Regions from separate parts of the Rattus norvegicus genome. Here region 1 is linked to region 2. The links are chromatin contacts, called in public Hi-C maps. All regions are on one chromosome and are shown on one strand. The core of a region is the stretch at or near the end of the contact, and the rest is flanking DNA. Distances in the headings are between cores, read along the strand shown. Region 1 holds the start of Fbxo2 (F-box protein 2). Region 2 holds the start of 2510039O18Rikl (RIKEN cDNA 2510039O18 gene like).

Evidence for each region. A called contact is a pair of places that touch in the nucleus more often than the background predicts.
Region 1: a contact with region 2 is called in a Hi-C map of mammary epithelial cells, with 3 times the contacts expected there. The contact joins the promoter of Fbxo2 here to the promoter of 2510039O18Rikl in region 2. A contact is called at or near these places in 2 of 12 Hi-C or Micro-C datasets (liver and mammary epithelial cells) and 1 of 1 datasets of contacts at active chromatin or transcription factors (oligodendrocytes).

The regions. Positions count from the first base shown.
Region 1 is chr5:163,874,167-163,879,161 of GRCr8, reverse strand. It overlaps Fbxo2 (F-box protein 2), which reads right to left and starts at 3,083. Exons shown (of 6, transcript NM_053511.2): 1 at 3,005-3,083; 2 at 1-46. The coding sequence starts at 3,026. Fbxo44 (F-box protein 44) reads left to right here and starts at 3,663. Exons shown (of 6, transcript NM_001191576.1): 1 at 3,663-3,950; 2 at 4,857-4,995. The coding sequence starts at 4,879.
Region 2 is chr5:163,651,450-163,656,883 of GRCr8, reverse strand. It overlaps 2510039O18Rikl (RIKEN cDNA 2510039O18 gene like), which reads right to left and starts at 1,778. Exons shown (of 3, transcript NM_001135781.1): 1 at 611-1,778. The coding sequence starts at 1,643.

The DNA.
Region 1 (4,995 bases), core at 1,834-4,333, 220 kb before region 2:
TCAGGCTGCTCCTCCGGGCTCGCCTCTTCGGGGTGGCTCACACTCTCTGCGGGTCAGGGAGTAAGGGAAAGCTGTGACTGTCAAACTGTGCCACTCCACGTCCCACTTTGAGTAAGCCACAGCAGGGGGCCAGAGGTTTTTAACCGGGACTTGCTGGCTCTCGCCTATAATTCCAGCAATCGGGAGGCAGAGTGTGAGTGTGAGGCTAACACGTGATACTGAATTCCAGAAGGAGCACTGTGTCTGTCTGACTCTCTCTCTCCCCCTCCTTCTCTCCCTCTCTCTCTCTCCCTCTCCCTCTCCCTCTCCCTACCCCCCTCACATACACACAACACACACAAGTTCTGCGGCCCTAAACTGTGCCCAAAAAGGAAGACCACTCAAGACCACAGATACTCTCCCACTCCCCCTAAACCAGAAGAATTGCTTCAAATGCTGCTTCCCCCTGCAGGACTTACAGACACCCACAGGGATCTGGGATTACTGATGGCTTTGTACTGAGGGGTCAGTTCTCCTAAGCACCCTCCCAGACCTCTGGGTCCCTCCCATCCTCTGGGGAGCCTTCCTGGACATACTTTTAGCATACAATCTCCCAGCACAAGTTCACAATCAAGGACTTTCTAGCTTCTGTACTTGGTCTGGTTGTTTGATAACAACCTTTGTGTGCAATGGACTAGCCTCAAGGATGTGGCCTGGGAAACACCACTTCTGTCCCTGTGTAGAGCCAGGAGCTACTGTATTTTACCAGTGCCTATCAAGAGCAAGGTACTGCCCTGAAGATTGGAACTACTCCCTAAATCCTCAAATCATCTCCTCCAGGCTGGGCCCAAGTCTGCTTCATGAGGGGACAAAGAGGCTTTGGTACTGTGGGTGAACATGCTCAACTGTGGATATAAAGTGATTTTGTGTAGGTCACACTGTCAGTATTAGGGTGGGGGACTCAAGCGCTATGGGTGAGGAGAACAGGCTAGAGACCCAGCTATCCCCAGCCAATATTGTATAAGGAGGGGAAGGAAAACAAAGAGAGGTACTGGGTGATTGGGGAAGAGTCTTTCCTCCTTCCTTTCCCATCCTTTGTCCTCAATCTCCTCATCTGTGAAATGGTGTCATCGTTGTGTCAGACCATCAGACTTATAGTGAAATTCATCCCCTCCCCACAGAGGAAGGAGCAAGGCAACAGGGGTAGTCATAGCCACTCTTGCTAAGTCAGTGGGAACTCCTGACCCTACAGAGGGAAGTGGGCACCAGGAAAAAAAAGCACCGTCTCCCAGGCTGGGTTCTTGAGGTCAGTCCATTGAATACCCAGGATGGTGTGGGCAGCTGTGTATCTCTTGGATCTCAGCCCGCCTCATCTGGGCCACCGAAGAAGCCTTGAGTAAGCAGACACTGAGTGCCTAGTATCTCTAAAGGAGAGAGGGCCAGTGGGGAGGGGACCCAGCCATCCTGGGTAATGGAGGCCGCTTCTCTCAGAGTTCCTGAAGACTGGACCCTGAAAAACCAAGGAAATAAGGGGAGCAGGCCTGTGTCAGGTGTCAGGGGAGGGACAGATGGCCAGGTCCCTAAATCCCCTCTAAGGTGTTGCAGCCAGTATCACTACACTGTCTGACCCAGGAAAGCTGAATCAGGATTTCCCCTCTTTCTTTAGAGCACACAACGAATCCTCCATCAGCCATGGTGAATTGTTTACACACACACACACACACACACTCACACACACACACACCCCGGATAGGGGAAGGAGAAAGAGGGAGGGGGAGGGGAAGGGAAAGAGAAGGAGAGAAAACTACTTTCCCTGCATTTCTAACGTGTTTTGGTCATGTTTTCTTAAGTAGGTGTTTATCCCTCCACTGGGAATGAGAAAACAACGGGCACAGAGAGACCTAGCATTTCTTCCAGGTTCCACCACAGGACATCATCAAGCAGAAAGAAAAAGAGTGGTCCCTCCTGCTTCCAACAGCTCTGAAGAGCTGGGCCCACTGTCCTCACCTCTCCACCAGCACCCCAGCCCTGCCCTGGCCCCAGCAGATACCTGATGCTCTCAGGAAAGGTGTACCTCACCCAGTCCTCTCTCCTGGCCCCTAGACCTGGCATTGAGGCCCCAGATCGGATTACAGCCCGCCCCCCTGCTCCTTTGCACACAATTTGCCACATTGTTACGCTAGGAAAGTTATCTAGCCCTGGATGCTGACCCCAAGCTGACTTGCTCACCTGGGTTGGGCCTCTGAGTCCAGGGACTTCCTGGGCCCAGGGAGAAATCTGGGGCCCTGTAGATGATGTTGAAGCGAGACACTGACTGAGAGTGGGGCTTGGGGAGGGGGGTGGACGGGGTTCAGGGATGAAGGGAAGCCTGACCACCTTGAGTTCATCTATTCCCTCACCTCCCTTAAAGAGCGACCACTCTGGGTGTGGTTAGTGAGGAAGGGGCGAGGGTCATGGCAAGCAGGTCTGCTCCCCAGTCTGACTCAGCAAGCCACCCCCTATAGGCCCAGCAGGGAGCTGAGGGGAGAAGGGGTGGGGTCTTTGGTGCCAGAAAAGATGACTGGGCAATCTTTGAGGACCCAGAGCTTCTGCCAAAAGCTGACCTCCTCATCCCCTGCCCGGTCCCCACGGAACAGCCTCTACTCCGATACAAGGCGGCCCCTCCAAAGAAGAGAGTCCCTCGGAAAGCTCGGATGGATGCAGGGTGAGGTTTAACAACCCTAGGACCCCGCGGGGACTCCGGAGGATCAAGAGGCAGGGTGGGCAGCACTAGCAAATGAAAGAAGTTCATGGAAGCAAGAACCTGGCTTTCAAACCCCAGGAAGCCCAGAGCCTGGGATGCCAGAGTCCTCCGTGCCATTTCAGAGACCTAGGCGTCCTCCTCCCTCCACATCCTGACACCCGGCAGAAACCTGCTCCCTAGACTGTCTCCAGGGTGTTCCTGGCGCGAAAGTTTGAGCGCCGTCTGCGGCGATGGCCCGCCCTGTCTCCCGGGTCTGTATCTAGCGGGGCCAGCAGCGGATACCTGGATCACCATCTCCATCCATCGCTGCGGCGCTGACGAGAGTGGAGCCTGAGCGCTGCGGGTGGCGAGTCCTGGAGCTGCCCGCGTCAGCCGGGCCCGCGCCGCCGCGCCTCTTAAAGGCCCCGTGCGCCCCGCCTCTGGCCCCCGGCTAAGGGCCGGGAGCCCTGCACCCCCCGTAGTCCAAGGTGCTGCTTCCGGGAGAAGCCGGGGACCGGAGAGGGGCAGGGACACCTACAGAATGGGTGGGCTCCAAGTGTGCCTAGAGAATGACTGCAAGAGGACATCGGGGGTCGGACTGTTAGGGAACAGAGGGTGTGGGCGCCGAGCCCAGTGGAGTTGGGGGTATCGGAACCATCCCCCCCCCTCAGGTAATTTTCCTACGCTGTGGTGGGGGCGAGTCCCAAGAGTGCGCGGGTGAGGCGGGGCCTGGAGGAATGGTGGGAGGAGTCTTGAGGGCAGTGGGAGGGGCCGCATCCTGAGCCAACACTGGCAGAAAAGCGCCGTTCCAAGACCCAACCTTGCCAGGGCAGCGGGACCAAACGCCGGTGACAGAGAAAATGGGGGTGGGGAGAGGGGCGTGGTCAGACAAACAGTGGGCGGGTCTCACCCCCGCCCTCCATTGACCCGGATGGCTCACTCCTGTGAACCAAGGGTATGGCGCAGCGCGACCAAACGTGGGTGACAAGGAGAATGGAGAGGGAGAGGGGCCAGTGTTGTGGGATTATGGTTAGGGCGGGGTCTGATGAGTAGTGGGCGGGACTGTGCCTTAGGTGCTGTTCTCCAACGCGGCACATTGCAAGGAGCAGGTGACAGCAGGAGGGGAGCAGTGAGGGCCCCAGCAGCGAGAGGTTTAGGGTGTAGTAGGCAGGTCTGCATTCCGGGCCACGCAAGCTCGGGCCGCACAGCCCCACGGTCTGGCAGGATCACTCAGCGCGGCGGATCGGAGGTGACTGCGGGAGGGGGAGCACCCTGCGTGGGGACTGAGACGCGGTAGGCAGAGACCTAGAGGGGAGGAGGGGCGCGCGCGCTTAGCGATCCTAAGTGCTTCAGCGCCTTTAAGGCCCAGGCCTCAGGCTTTGCCCCCACTCATTGTACTGTGAGGCTCCGAAGAACTGGGCTATGGACGCCTTCGGTGCTCAGAGATCTGAATCTGGTCTTGAGCAGGGCGGCCCGTTTTAGGGCCACGCATAAATGAGAGACGGCAGGGGCCCTGGGCGGGGTTGCGGGAGGGAGATAGGAAGGCTCTTTTCCACTCGCACATCTTTCCTCAGGCTCAGGTAAACAGGTCATATTCTCTGCGATCTTGAGAACGTCACTGAGTCTTTTGTACTCCGTGACCGGTCCTGAGGGCCAGTGATAACCTCCGATCATCGCCTCTCCCCATTCCCCCATGTGGGGGATGGGAGGAAATGAAGAGTAGCAAGCTGGAGTGCTCACAAGGCTTTTCATTGTGTCACCCCCCCCCCCTTAAAAGACTGAAAATGGCTGGCTCTACATTCAGTGAGGGCTGGGGCTGCCTCCCCTTCTCTCCTGTTAGTGTGACCTTGGGAAGCTCCCTGGGCTTCCTTAGATGCTGTTCTTGGGTGCCCCCGTTGGAGGGAAACCAGATTTTTTTTTCCGTTTATTAAGCAGCTCCCCAGCCCAGGAGCCTTGAGCTGGCGGTGACCCTGAAGGGAAGTACCATACCCGGCCCTTGTTTAACTGTGGTAACTGAAGGTCAGAACAGCACAGGAATTCTGGAGAAAGTCAGTGGCCGCTGAATTGGGAATCGCTCTATCCCTGGGTGCTGGGGTTGCCACTCACTGGCTAGGGAGAAGGCTGGGTGTATGGCACAGCTCTCCCATACCTGCAGGAACAGGCTAGGAACCGACACCATGGCTGTAGGCAACATCAACGAGCTGCCGGAGAACATTCTGCTGGAACTGTTCACCCACATCCCGGCTCGCCAGCTACTGCTGCGCTGCCGACCAGTCTGCAGCCTCTGGAGAGAC
Region 2 (5,434 bases), core at 529-3,028:
ACCAAAACTCAGTGCTGTGCATTGCCTTTCTTTTCTTAAACAGTTGACAGGGAAGGTTTCCGTTCCCAAAGAGTAAATAAAAGTTTTTGGGTTTTTGTTTGTTTGTTTGTTTTTTAAAGAAAGTTTTCGTTCGGCCTGCACATTCCAACCCACTGGAAGAACCCTCCTGCATTCCGGCACAAGAGCTGCAGCCACGACGGCAAGAGGAAGGAATCTCAGTCTCAAGTGTCAGAAGCTGAAGCATGTTGTGCGGCCAAACTAGAGTGTCAGAGTGTCTGTGCACCTCCCTGATGGTTTATTCTTTACAAACAAAACCCTCCACCTGCTCAGGTTAGGCCCAAGGCCAAGAACAGACAATAAAACTGAATGTTTACACTCAAATCTTCATTAAAACCCTATAAAACTTACTGTGAAGGCTTAAAAGGCTAAGACCACAGAGCCAAGACCATATAGCTTCAAAGTGGTTAAGAAGAGTCAACCCTTGAATATCAAGGCCAAGTTGCAATCCTCTGTGTGACCACCTCCGAGCATGGGGGACATCTCTAAAGTGGACCCTATGCACACTGGTGCCAAGTGGTGACTGTGTACCAAGCCCACACCAAGGCCTCACCCGGACTGAAAAGCTGGGCCCAGAGGTACTGGTGGTCCTGAAGCAGCTCCGAGGCGGGCATTTCCAACAGCTCCAGCATTTCCTTCCTTGCTAAGTCCTGCAGTGCCTTGAGCTCCTTGGTTCCTTTGCTTTTGAGCACCTGGGGGTGGATGGGAGCAGAGACATGCACCACCCACAGCACCGTCTCGTCCATCTGTGTCTTGGGAGCCACCTGGAGCCTGTTCACTAACTTCTTAGAGGTCACCACTACCAAGTGCACCAGCCCTGATGGAAGGGGTGTGGACCGGCCCGAGTATAGGAGAAACTGGTGATCTCCAACCTTCTCCAGAGTGCTGGTGAAGGACTTGGGGACTGGGCCCGAGGTGGGCCCCACAGTCTGGAACGCGGCCACGCGCTCCGTGGGATTGTTGAGCTGGATGCGCTGCAGATAGACGTGGGGTCGGCCTCGGTGCGCCAGGAAGTCCTCCTGCAGTAGCACGCAGTCACGGCCTGAACCCGTGGACAGCCCGGAGGCTGAGGCGGGCCCGGGGACACCAGCGGCAGGGCCTGAGCCCGGGGTTCCCAGCTGCAGGCAGCGCACTCGGCGCAGCAGGCCCTCCCGCAGCAGCAGCACCGCCTCTCCAGCCTCAGCCACCACATTCAGCGGGCGTAGTTGCACGAAGGGCACGAAGTCCGGCGTCACGGCAGGCTCCCGCTCTCCGGGCGTCACCCACAGCCGGTTGTTGGCAGCGTCCAGAGCCAGAAAGCCGTTGGCCACCAGAGCTGGCACCCCGGGGCCCAGCGGCACCGCCTCGCCGCGATCACGCAGGCCGCGCCACGCGCGGGTGGCCGCTTCCAGGCAGGCGGACGGCTCGGCGGCGCCCGGCTCGCTGCGGGCCCAGGACGGCAGGTGCAGGCCACCCGCCGCCCGCCGCGCCCCGGAGCTCGCGAACCACAAGAGCAGCAGCAGGAGGCCGAGCAGGCAGAGGAGGCGGCGGGCCCAGCTGCTCGACAGCAGCCCCGGCAGCCCCTTCAGGCGCTGCTGCAGCCACATCGGGCCCGCCGCCCAGCCCTCCCGCCCGGCCGCCGCCGCTCACTCCCCGGGCCGCGTCGCCGCGCCCACCTCAAAGCCCACCGTAGCCGCCCCAGCAGCCACCTTCACCGCTTCCTCCTTCTTCTTGGTTGCCTCCTAGACGTCAAACGCCGCCGGCCGTAAAGCATCGCTGAGTTTTTTTTTTTTGCGACAAGGTGGAAAAGCGGCCAAGGGCGGGATTTGGGGAAGGGGCGGAGTTTCTTTGAGGGCGTGGCCGGGCGGGGGCAGGGCGGGGCAAAATGTGGGCAGGAATCCAAATGGCTTGGTGGAAAAAAGAGAAAAGAAAATCAGAGAGCAAGCCAAACCCAACGAGAGCTGCGCCTCGTTAGCTGCTGATGGTTTCAACAGCCCTAAAGTTAAAAAATAAAAACGTACTGTTTCTGTAAACTATTTTTAACTGAATGAAGAAAAGACATAGAGGTAAATGGAAGGAAGGAAAGAAGGAAAGGAGACAGGGAGGAATGAAGTGTAGAGGGAAGGAAGAGGAGGAGGAAGGGTAGCCACTGAAAAACGATGTCCTAAGGAAATATTTTGTCGGCAGCGTTTCAAACCTGCCTGGCTGTTGAGTACACCAGAGTGGGACATAAATCCAGCTCAGGAATGCCTGTTTCTTAAACACACCAAGTAGTTTTCTTAAGGTCCATCTTTAACTCATTCAATAACAGTTTTAACTCATTCAATAACACGAAACATACTTTTCTCATACTTTGACATGACCTACAGCATCCATATGGGGGGGAGGGGCGGCGCGGCCTGGGAATCGACTGGAGCCCTGGAGCAGACAGTGGGTGGTTGTTTCCACTTTGGATTCTAGGCAGACAACGGGCGATTGTTTCCCATTTTGGAGTCTGAGCAATCCAGAGCTAGATGGGCTGTTGCAAATTCACAGTTGACAATTAAACGGTCACTTGAGGTGGTTTCTAGTGGGCTGTAAGCAGACAGAAAGTTGTTTGCTGAAGTTGTGAGCCCGCGTCGCATTGGAAGAATGCTCATCCTGTTTTGCTTTTACTTTATTTTTTTGTTCATCTTTGAGACAGGATCTCTCTTGTATTGTCCAGACTGGACTTCAAACAATTCCTAGGCCCCAAAGATTCTTTCTCAGCATTCCCAGTCGCTAGAATTAAAGGCACATGTCCAGCTTTTACCCGTTTTTATTTTCACACAAGAATCCATGCTAAGAGCCCGGCAGTGGTGGCACATGCCTCTAGTCCGAGCACTTAAGAGACAGGGGCAGGTGGATCTCGGAGTTGGAGGCCAGTCTGGTCTACAGAGTTCCAGGACAACCAGGGCTACACAGAGAAACCCTGTCTTGAAAAACTAAACTAAACAAAGAAAAAAAACAAACAAACAAATGCCCCAAAGCTCAATAGCACATTTTTAGCCAGGTATTGTGTACATGTCTTTAATCTGATTCTTTGAAGAGGCAGAGGTAGATGGATTTTAGTGAGTTCAAGGCTGGCCTGTCTACACAGTGAGACTTTATCTCAAAGTAAACAACAAAACAATCACGGGCTGGAGAGATGGCTCAGCGGTTAAGAGCACCCGAGGGGCTGGGGATTTAGCTCAGTGGTAGAGCGCTTACCTAGGAAGCGCAAGGCCCTGGGTTCGGTCCCCAGCTCCGAAAAAAAGAACCAAAAAAAAAAAAAAAAAAAAAAAAAAAAAAAAAGCACCCGACTAGTCTTCCAGAGGTCCTGAGTTCAATTCCCAGCAACCACATGGTGGCTCACAACCATCTGTAATGGGATCTGATGCCCTCTTCTGGTGTGTCTGAAGCCAGTGTACTTATACATAATAAATGAATAAATCTTTAAAAAAAAATCACACTCCCCTCCCCCCTTTGGCAGAGTTTTAGCTCAGAACAGAGCACAAGCGATTTCCCAGAACCTCAAAATTAAAATAAAAATCTAATGGCAAGATGGCTCAGTAGGTAAAGGCATTCATTCGCCAGGAAGTGTGATGACTTCTGTACCTAGGACCTACATGGTGGAATGAGAGAACAGACAACTCCATGTGCATATTGTATGTCTAAGTCAGAAGATGGTGCGGGATCCCTGGAAGTGGTGCTGCCAGTCTCTTAACTGCCCAACCATCTCTCCAGCCTCTCTTTTTAGTGGATGACAAGAGGAAGCCTCTCCGGCGTCTGCGCAAAGTGGAGTCCTGCGCCTTTAACAGTCCAAAGCACGTGGAGCACGTACTAGAAATTCGAGAAGCAACATCTGGACAGCAGCCACCACCCCTGCTTAAAGAAACAGGCCGCCGTACACGAATCTTGGACGGTGTTCAAGTTCTAGCAATTCGATGAACCAAACAGGAAACAGATACCAGAAGCGTGTAAAGTCGGGCTTTACAAGAGTGAACCCTTCCTCTTGAAGGTTCAGGCAGTTTCTAGAGCCCATCCCTCTTTTAATTTAGACTCTGATGACTGCCCAGGAATGTCTTCTATCTGGGGTATATCACTGGTGAGGGTCTCCGTGGACTCTGGCAAAAAGGCAGTTCTAGCTGGGAGCTGTCTGATGCTTCCTTACTGCGGCCCCACGTCACGTGTGTGATGCCAAGCAGATAATGCTTCTCCGAGCCTTAGTTTCTCCTTTTGCAAACAGTTACAAGCATGAAGAAGAGCTTTGAAAACTGAGCCAGCCAACACAGGCTGGCTGCTTCTCCCCCCCCCACCCCCCATTTACACTTGCATTTCCTCCTTTGGGGGTTTGGAAATCTCAGTCCTCGGCCTTCTGAGTCTAAAACACCCGGTAGACGCTGGTGGATCTTTGGCACCAAGTCCTGTCTCCAGCTGCAGCAGCTCCTGGCCCTAAGTCCCAGCTGGGAAGCCAATGTTCTGCATTCTGCTGAGGTCTCTTCCTCTGGTTTGTCTTGTGACTTCGAGCTTGCTGCTGGAGAGCCCTGGGCCCCCTACAGTCTGAGAGTGTGAGTGAGCCTCTGCACAATGAGGCGGACTCCCGTCTTCCAGCCGGTTCTCATTTTCGAGAAAGGACACAAGTTCTAAAACTATACAAATATTGTACATCTTTCTTAACAAAAGAGAGAGAGAGAGAGAGAGAGAGAGAGAGAGAGAGAGAGAGAAATAAGAAAAGAATTCTCCACAGTAATATGACCTAGAAATGCTGTGTAAGTTATGCACCGGTTTATACCACAACCTGGAAGTAATCTTTGCCAACGTTTGTCTGTGACTTCCTTTCTTTGGTTGGAGGTGAATGGGTGTTGTTAGGGTCTCACTCAGTCCACACTGGCCTCAAGCTATATAGTCACCAGCTGCATGGCTGAGCATGTCCCAAACTCCTGATCCTGCTACACCTCCTGAGTGCAGGCATTCTAGTTTGACTGACCCTCCCCTTCCTTCTCTCTTTCCTGACCGGGTCTGGCTGTGCAACTCTGGCCGGCTTTGGGCAATGGAGCTCTTCTACTTCCCAAGTGCTAGGATTTAGGCACACCCCACCCTACCCCACCCAGCACTGATTTTACCTATCTACAAGGCTGAGAGTAGTCTGTCTTTGACAAAGACTCGTACTGAAGAGACAGCTTTTCCCGAGTAGCATTCTGTAGATAGTGTTTCCTCTGTGAAAGTCCACTTCTTCCCAACTTCCTGATTCCTTCAAGCCCCCCCCCAACCCTGCCCTAGAGTCTAATCTGTGGGAAAGAGGTTCCAGGGTCCCTGTCTGAGCTCTCTTCCGTGGCTTGTCGGATTTTATTCAGAGGCGAACGTACATGGCTGACATCTGGACCAGGAGCTCTTGCCC